Regions from separate parts of the Zea mays genome. Here region 2 is linked to region 1. The links are chromatin contacts, called in public Hi-C maps. All regions are on one chromosome and are shown on one strand. Each heading gives the region's core, a stretch centred on a gene start, on an enhancer-like site or on the middle of the called end of the contact. The rest is flanking DNA. Distances are from core to core; before and after follow the strand shown. Region 1 holds the start of LOC103649841. Region 2 holds the start of LOC100384137.

Evidence for each region. A called contact is a pair of places that touch in the nucleus more often than the background predicts.
Region 2: a contact with region 1 is called in a Hi-C map of ear, with 2.9 times the contacts expected there. The contact joins the promoter of LOC100384137 here to the promoter of LOC103649841 in region 1. A contact is called at or near these places in 4 of 25 Hi-C or Micro-C datasets (bundle sheath, ear, leaf and 1 more).

What each region holds. Positions count from the first base shown.
Region 1 is chr3:22,454,240-22,458,657 of Zm-B73-REFERENCE-NAM-5.0, forward strand. It overlaps LOC103649841, which reads right to left and starts at 2,163. Exons shown (of 2, transcript NM_001323508.1): 1 at 1,947-2,163; 2 at 228-1,777. The coding sequence starts at 1,563. The coding sequence ends at 574.
Region 2 is chr3:22,683,675-22,688,092 of Zm-B73-REFERENCE-NAM-5.0, forward strand. LOC100384137 reads left to right here and starts at 1,779. Exons shown (of 1, transcript XM_020550673.2): 1 at 1,779-2,443. The coding sequence starts at 1,934. The coding sequence ends at 2,443.

The DNA.
Region 1 (4,418 bases), core at 913-3,412:
AGATTATAGAATATCAACATGTTGTTTACTGTTCCGCACTGCCCAAAAAAGGAATCTTTGATTATCACGACGATCACGGCATAAGCATCCACCCGCATTAGTCAAACGACACTACGCAGCACGACCTACGTTCCGGGATCGCACCATCGAAGAGTCCACCACAAGCTCGGAACCACATCAGCATTCGAACCAAACACAGTAAATAAAGGCGAATGCGCGCACAGCTACCACGAAACTTATTTTTTTCCCTTTCATTGCTTAATAGTAACAGCTCAATGAACTTGTCCACTACAATGTCTTTGACAAGCATTACCAATTACCAAATAACAAAGCAAACACTTAGGCACTATACCTTAAACCTTAAACATAATATAACCTACCAAAATTACCTCTTCTCTCCGGCCGCTAATGGTGGTGTGTTCGGCAAAGAGGAAATCTCCTGGGCACGAGCAGATCCAACTTGCCCGGGGAAAAAACCCAAGATATCTCATCTCCCCTTTCCAAGCACACTCTCAGGGGCTCGTTTATGAAACCAAACAACCCTAACATATCAAGGGCACACTCCCTTTTAATTCACACGCAGAAATCAACGGTTTGCAGGAAGTCGTCCATGCCGCGGCCGAGGTCGCAGCCGGGCATCTCCGGGAAGACGTCGTTGATGTCGTCGAGGTCGAGGTCGATCTCCATCTCCTCGTCCCCGAAGTCCCCGAGCAGGAGGTCATGTTCGTCGTCCAGGCCGAAGTCCGCATCGGAGAGATCCAGAGCGTCCAGCCCGGCGCGGAAGTCCAGCGGGTCGATGTCGGGCAGCTGCAGGCCGCGCAGAAGGTCCTGGTAGAACTCTGGGTCCTCCGGCAGCTGCGCTGAGTCGGTCGACGGCCGGGCGGGCGTCGCCTCTGGGGACTGCGTGTTCCGCGCTTCCTTGCTCGGTTCAAGCACGGACGACGGCGACGGGTGCGCGAATGGAGCGGTCGAGGCGGACGACGAGGAGGAAGCCGTCGGGGTGCTGCCGCTTGCCGGAGTGTCTGCTGAGGACGCGGCCACGGGCAGCCCGCGGCGGCGCCGCTTCTCGTCGGCGAAGCTCCGGGAGGCGGACAGGTAGGCCGCGGAGGCCGCGCCAGCGGTGTCGAAGGTGCCAAGCCACTGCCTCTTGCCGGTGAACGGGTTGCGGATCTCCGCCGCCCACTTGCCCCACTTGCGGAGCCTCACTCCGCGGTAGCGCTCCGGCGCCCCGCCGCTGGTGCACGCGGCGACAGCGGCCGCCGCCGGGAGAACCGGCTTGGCTGGGGCCTTGCCGATGAAGGCCTCAAAAGAGAAGCGCTTGGTCCTTGATGGGGTGCCGCCGGCCTCCTCGTCGTCCGAGTCGGAGTCCGAGTCCGTGGCGTCGGGGTCCTCAAATAGGACACGGACGCGGCGCCTCGGCTGGACCGGCGCCGGCAGCTGCTGCGTCCGGGACTTCAAGAGGGCAGCAGAGGGTTTAAGGCCAAACTCAGACATCTTCTTAGCGTTGGGCTTCTTCGCCAGGGCCTTCTTGAGGAGAACCTGTTGCTGGTTCAACGGAGACATCTCTCTTCTATCTCTTCCGACGGGGAGAACTCCAAAACTTGTCGCCAAAATTGCCAAAAACTATGGGGGAAAACTTCTAAAGAAAAACAAGAAACTCTGGGTGCAAAAAAAATGACGGAGACGAGCGCAAATCGGCCGAATCCGTCAATCTCCTCTACAGAAGCCGCACGGCCTTATGTGGAGGAATCCGGAATACTTCACCCCGAACCCGTCCCTGCCATCACAAGTGATTTTTTTTTTGTCAAAACCCCATGGAAAGAACAGCCAAGAAATCACCAGATCTGGACGAACAGGGCCATAGAACCCGGTCAAAACCACCCAGATCGATGAAAGAATGAACCTTTTGCGGGTGAAATTGAAAGGAAAAGAAAAAAGGCACGGACCTGAGCATCGACGAGGATTTGTTCCAGCCGTTGAGCCCCTTGCGCATAGATCGGCCAGAGCAAGCGAGGGCGCGGAGGATGACGGCGAAGACGGCGATGATGAGCGCTACGACCACCAGATCGGAAAAGGGGCAAGAAGACATATACGAGAGTTGTCTGCTTCTTCTTCTCCGACGCCGGCGCCGTCGTCGTCGCCTCCGGCCTCCCTTACACGCGCTTAAACCCCAACCCAAAGCGGCGAGAGGAGCGAAAGGGGTTGGCCACGCCTCGTCCGACGATATTTAATCCCCTTCCCCATCCACGACGTAGTGCCCGCCGCACCACGCGAGACCTCGCGTCACGCGTCCGGATTCAGCTTCCCACACTGCCATATGGGCCCAAGCTAATCTTGGACCCGTGCGTCATTGAAGATTATCGGCTTAACGGAAAAGGAGGAAAGGACGGCCGCAATTTCCTGGCGCTGAGAACGTACACATGGATCTGCCAATGCTGTGTTGTCAAGCACACAGTGACTTGTGGACCCAAGGTACGGTTGGCCCCACAGTCAGTGTACAACGTGCTGGTTGCCTAGTAGTAAAGAACTATTCCGTGCCATGACCTCATGCATGGTCAGATTTTAACTGACATGTGGGTCCCTGTATTTTTGTCCCCACCCATCATCGAAACGGGGGGTGGAATGAAGTGGCGATTGTGTTTTGCTAGGGCTGTGGGAAACCATTTTTTTTTGCATTTTAATTTTTTACTAAAAGAATATACGTTTGGTTTTATAAAGGATGTAATATGATTCTTTGAATCTTTTTTAGACGCCATAAGTCATGGTACGACGCTGGTGACTTATGGCGGCGACGTAAAGTGTTGGGTGTCTTCTTTTCCGACAAAAGTTTTCAACAAAAACATCTTCGGTAAAATGGTACATAAGTCTACTTTTTTTCTGCCGAAAATTCTCAAGACAGACTTAATGTAGAATCAACATAGTCAAATGTCAAAGCTACCATTTAGTTTCTGTTCAAGTCAAGCAGAAGAAGAAAAGACCAGATAGACCTTGTTAATCTAGGTTGTCTCTAGATGAATGTTGAGGGTCGTGAATGTAATTTCCCCTGGGATGCGTCCCGTGCCTATAAATAGATGAACAATAACACCCTACTGTTCACGCTGAATTGTAATCACTCGCTCGCATCTTCACCTTCGAGCAAGCCGAATGTATCAATATAACGTGAATTTTATTGATATTTATACATGTTTTACGGAGTACAAGTATGAATGTATTAAAGAGTAATCATCAATGTATTTATCTCTTTACATTTTTATTTATTTATGATATGATGAAGGCATGTCCTTCATGGCCTTCGTCCGATGATCATTGAATCCAAGAGGAAACAATGTTTCGGAGGACGAAGGTCTTTAATCCCTAGCGACTGTGTTGCCTTGTTCTTAATTCACAGCATTCGAGAACAAGTGACCAACATTGGTGCCCACCTCCGGAGAACTCACTTCCACGACCACGACAATGGCTTCGCAAGGTGATCAAGTTGTGACACCTTCGGCTACGAAGCTGGTGCTCCCAATCACGGAGGTTCAAGTTCTGAGCCAGCTAACAAGAAGCAGAAGAAGGAAGCACAGAGAATGGTACAACATGTTGGAGTATAAGGACCCTTCATCAAATCCAAATGGTCACACATTACAATCACCTTCTCTCAGGAAGACCTCAGCTCAAAGACTATCCCCATAACGATGCAATGGTCATATCTTGTGTTATCAAAGGGTTTCTGGTTCACAATGTCCTTGTCGATACAGGCAGCGTAGCAGATATCATCTTCGCAAAAGCCTTCAGGCAGATGCAAGAGCAAGATGATAAGATACATGATGCAACACATCCCCTCTGTGGCTTTGGAGGAAGGTAGATAGTGGCACTTGGCAAGATAACAATGCCGATTACCTACGGCTATGTTCACCATACAAGGACAGAGCAAGTCGTCTTTGAGATTGTTGATATGGAGTATCCATATAATGCAATCATTGGGCGAGGAACATTAAACGTCTTCGAAGCAATACTTCATCCATCATATCTATGCATGAAGATACCATCAGACCAAGGCCCCATAGTTGTGCATGGGAGTCAAGAGGCTGCTAGAAGGGCCGAAGGGAACTGGATAGATTCAAAGGCTATTCATAACATAGATGAAGCAGAAGCTCATCAACAGTACAAGCACAAAAGAGATAAAGCTACCTCCGTAGATCAACCGAAGCCCATGCTTTTATGCGAAGATATAGTTGAGCTAAAAGTGCATTCATCCCTTTTGTGAGTTTTGATGATTTGGATAACAACACATTTAAAGGTCTAACGATTTTGCTAAGTGTTGAACAAGAAATTCAGTATGATGAACATACTTGGATAGTGTATAATGATCAGTGAACAAAGGTTCAACACGAGGTTAAATAACCAATTAGACAATGCAAATGGATATAATATGA
Region 2 (4,418 bases), core at 529-3,028, 230 kb after region 1:
AACAGTTATAAATTTCTCGTAATCAGAGCCGTATTTATTTAGCGGTCCACGCATGCATGGCGTGGCCGCGTGGGGGCCGGAGGGAGGGGGGCAGGTGTTTCTGCGGAGTGGGGACTATAAACGGACCGTGCCGGCCTCGGCCCACAGGCCCCAAGCCAGGTCCAAGCATGGCCCGTAAGGTTAATAATCATGTCAGGTCGGTTTATAGGTCGACGGGTCTAATAGGCTTATAACAATATATGATATTTAAATAATAAAATATCTTTAAAGTATGAATTTTTTAGGGTTTAAACCATATTTATTAGCTTTAAACATTTATTTACAACCACATAACTAAAAAAACACATGTTTCTTGTTTTATACTATATATTTAAGTATAATATATGTATTTATATGAAAAAAATATAAAAAAATAAAATCGAGCCGTGCCGGGTCTAGTCCGTCGTGCCACGCCTTCGGCCTAGGCACAGCCCGGTGACCGGGTTGGACCAGCACGGGCCCGGTTCACTACGTGCCGTGCCGGGTTTCGGACCGCCTGGCAAGTTCGATCCGTTTGGACATCTATAGTGGGGACAGAGCACAAGTGGATGATCCAAATGTATTGACACAGTACTGGTGCTACTGCTAGTGTTCTAATTTATCCAAAAGTAAGCATACCTGCAGCAACAAGTTAAAGGATTGTTTGGTTTTTTTTAGTCCAGCAACAAAAAAATAAGATATGTCTAAAAACCTTGTATTAAATGGAGCTGTACCTGCCTAACGCATGCACACTAGGTGTTTAGGATACATCTAGGTTCTAAATCCATTATAGAACTGTAGTTAGTTTATAATATTAATTTAAATAGTTTGAACAACATTTTTAATATAAATAATAAACAAATGATTCTAAAGAAATACAATTCTAGCTTCACTACTTTCTAGAGCATCTAACCCCACATTTTTTTAAAACTGAAACTGTATCAAACAGCACCATATACTCTACCTTGTGCACTTAATCACAGCGCCCACTGGTTTTATTGCTGCGGCTGCTCGCATCTGGCTGTGATGGTGTCGCCGCTGATCCACTCCGGTGTCCGGTCGGTGGAGTTAGAGAGGTCCACCGTCCACGTGAACCGGGCGCAGGGACAGGGACGCGGTCGCCGAGGCGCATTTATTGTGGGCCGGACGAGTCGTACGTACGCGCCACGGCGCCAGGGAAAGAGTGCAGGAGAGGCAGTCCTGGTCCCTGCCCCGCGTGGAATCGCGTGACAGCGTCGGCTTCTCTGCTAGTATGGTACTCCTACTCCTACTGCGTAGGAAGCAGGGTACGTACTTCTTTTGGACCGTGTCGCCCTAGCTTTCAGACAATGTCCCGTGGGTCCGGTAAAAATGGGCTCCACTCGTCGGCGAGAAGAGTACGGAGTTTCCCAGGTGAAGGATGTACGAGCTGTGGCTGGTAGTGAATGAATGGAGTAGTCGGAGGCGGCAAGAGGGGCGTGGTGCACATCCACGTCACCCGCGGCGGACGCCGAGACACTGAGACAGGCACACCTGACCGGAGGGCGGGGTCTTTCTCTTCTTTTCTTTCTTCTTTCTCCGCCCCCACAGGCCATAAGGCTGAGTCCAGTGCACAGCCTCTCTCTCGCCCCTGCCACGTCAGCTCTCGCCTCCACTCTCGCCTCTGCTGCTCCAGTGCACAGGCTATAGCAGGCTATAGCCTCAGCCCACATCCACATCAGCTTTTCTATTTCAGGATTAAATAATTCACACAGATTTGTTTCAACGCTTACAAATCACACAACATAATATTTTTTATTGAATTTAAAATTACAAAGTGTATAATAATTAAAAGAAAAGTACATGACAATTAAAAAATTACATAACAATTAATAGAAAATTACATAAATCTAATTATGACCTCCAACAGGTAGAGATATTTATAGATGGATTGGGAATGAAATTTGTGATTTTTTGCAATTTTTTTCGAATTTTTTGGACTCTAAACGGTAAAAAACGGCTAGTCCACGTGGCACACATGGACCAATCACGTCGCGCCACCGCACTCTCGCCCGCCTCACTCTCGCCCCGTCAGTGCGTCGCCCCCCTCTCGCCTCCCTCTCGCCCAGACGCGCGCGCCAACGCGGGCGAGAGCGAGGCGATATCGCCCGCTGTCGCCGGGCGTGAGTGCCGTCGCCCTCTCTCTCCCTCTCGCCTGCCTATCGCCTCACGCGGGGCGGTAGAGGGCCCTTCTCGCCTCCCTTCTAGCCCCATTGGCACCAGCCTAAGGCTGAGTCCAGTGCACGAAGCTTTTAACTTCGCGTGCTCGTGCTGTTCGTCTGCGGCACGAGACATGGGAGGGCAGGCTGGGCAGCTACGCCATGTGGGTCCCGTCCTCTCGTTCGGACAGGCAGATTCTTTCTCATCTTTGGCGTGTGGCCTCAACGTTCTTCGCATGTTGTCCTAGCCGCTCCACATGGCATCGTACACCGTCGTTTACACAGACAAACCATCAAGTGCTCTCTAGGCAAACACTGTGGTACTGGATCGCCGCCACTGTGTACTCTAGGACGGCCTCGCGAGTGCGGGGGATCAGATCTTGACCGGCCGCGCGCCACCCGTCCAGATCGCGCGTGGCGGGAGCGTACGTACGCACCAGGTGTCGTGCGCCGCGCACGCAGGACCCGCGGCACCCGCCCTCATCGTGCCGCCGTGCGGGCCTGACAGCACGAGCAGTAGCCAGTCCCCCCACGCCGACGGCGACGCGCGCCGCTTGCGAAGGCGACTGCGCACCGAGTCCTTGCGCGCCCGTCACGGGGTGTTTGGTTCTCCGATAAGTTTAATTCGTGTATTATCAAATACTGTATATATCATTATAAGTATTAAATATAGATTTAATTAATTCGTCTAGTAATGCCGCAGCTGGCCCGCGGCGCGCGCCTAGCTTTAGCTAGTACCTACTCCTAGGCCCTAGCCAGAGGAACTTGGCTTGGAAGATCTATAGATCTGTTGCTGTTGTTAGGCTGCACCTGCACGTACAACTCGTCCCTGGCAAGTCATTATTTTTTCCCCTATAACCAGCCGACGATTCGACGACACACTAGACGAAGATACGTGCCTAACCTCCCTTCTTATATATTAGGTTTCCACACAAAGCCAATTTGAGTGTCTGAATCGTGCCTTCTCAAGGGCGAGCTGCGGCCTGCGGCGCTGCACCGATGGACGCAGGCACGGCACGGTCTGTTTGGAACGGCTTCGGCTCCGGCCGCGGGTTCTCCGAAAATGACCATAACTGGATTCTCTTCAGGTACTACTTGTTGAATAATTAGACAAATTTCAAATTAAATTTCGAATATAAATCATGACTAAATTAGAAGAACTGAAATAAAAGTCAAATCAGATGATACGTACTGATTAGACTTACTGATAGATGGCGCACGCCGGAATCAGCAGGGTCGACGAGGTCAGAAGATCACGAGCAGTCGCGTGAAGACGCTTCCCAAAAACCTTATTCGCCCTCTCCCGGTGCAGGATCTAGAAGACGAAGGGTTCCGGAGACCTGCTCTCCTGATCGCAGATGCACCTCTACGGTCGGGACGAAGGGAACTAAAAGGCGGCTCAACTATGAAGAGAGACGAAAGCTAAACTGGGATGATTTGGAGGCTGGGTGTCGGGCTCCTTTTATAGGGCCGAGTCCGCGACCCTGAGCTTATCCGCCCACGAAAATCTCGCAATCAGTTGAGATTTTATAGCGATTGGTTAGGATAAGCGTAACAGTCAAGTAACCAAAAAATCAAACGGCAAAAGGAAGTCGCGCCCCCGCAAGGCGAGGGGCAGGATTTCGGCGGACCATTCACGCGCATGTCGTGCGCCCGCGCCCTTCGCCCCGCCCCGCCCCGGCCCGGCCAGGCGAGGCGAGCGAGCGCGCGCGCGCGTGTGGCTCTCCACACTCTCTCCTCTCATCCATGACTTGGTGAGTGAGTGTGGCTTCCATATTTAAGCTAGCTCTACTCCACTAGAACTAGCAATATGGTGCTATTGGTTCCACCAATTCCCTAGCCATCCACTTGTATGTGCTTTTGAGATTTTCCTGGGATTTATTAGAATTTCTTAACTGGGCCAAGCCCATAAATCCTAACAATCCCCCACCAGATCTCAAATGCCCATCTGCAGTTTTCGCCACTGTTCACTACTGTTTAATATACTAGTTTTTCAGCAGAGACTGTTAAGTTGAACTTCCGCCTAGAACTCCAAGCTACACCAACCCACAACTTGGACAATGGACTATGCCTTGAATTGCAAGTTTTGCGTGAATGGGTTTCACTTGAAGTCATGACCAGTACTTGGCTACCAGTAGTCCCCTTCTCGGGTAGAGCATATACGTCGTACTCCAAGGTCTCTTCATGAGTTTACTAGAGATCACCCAAATCTCATAGACTGCG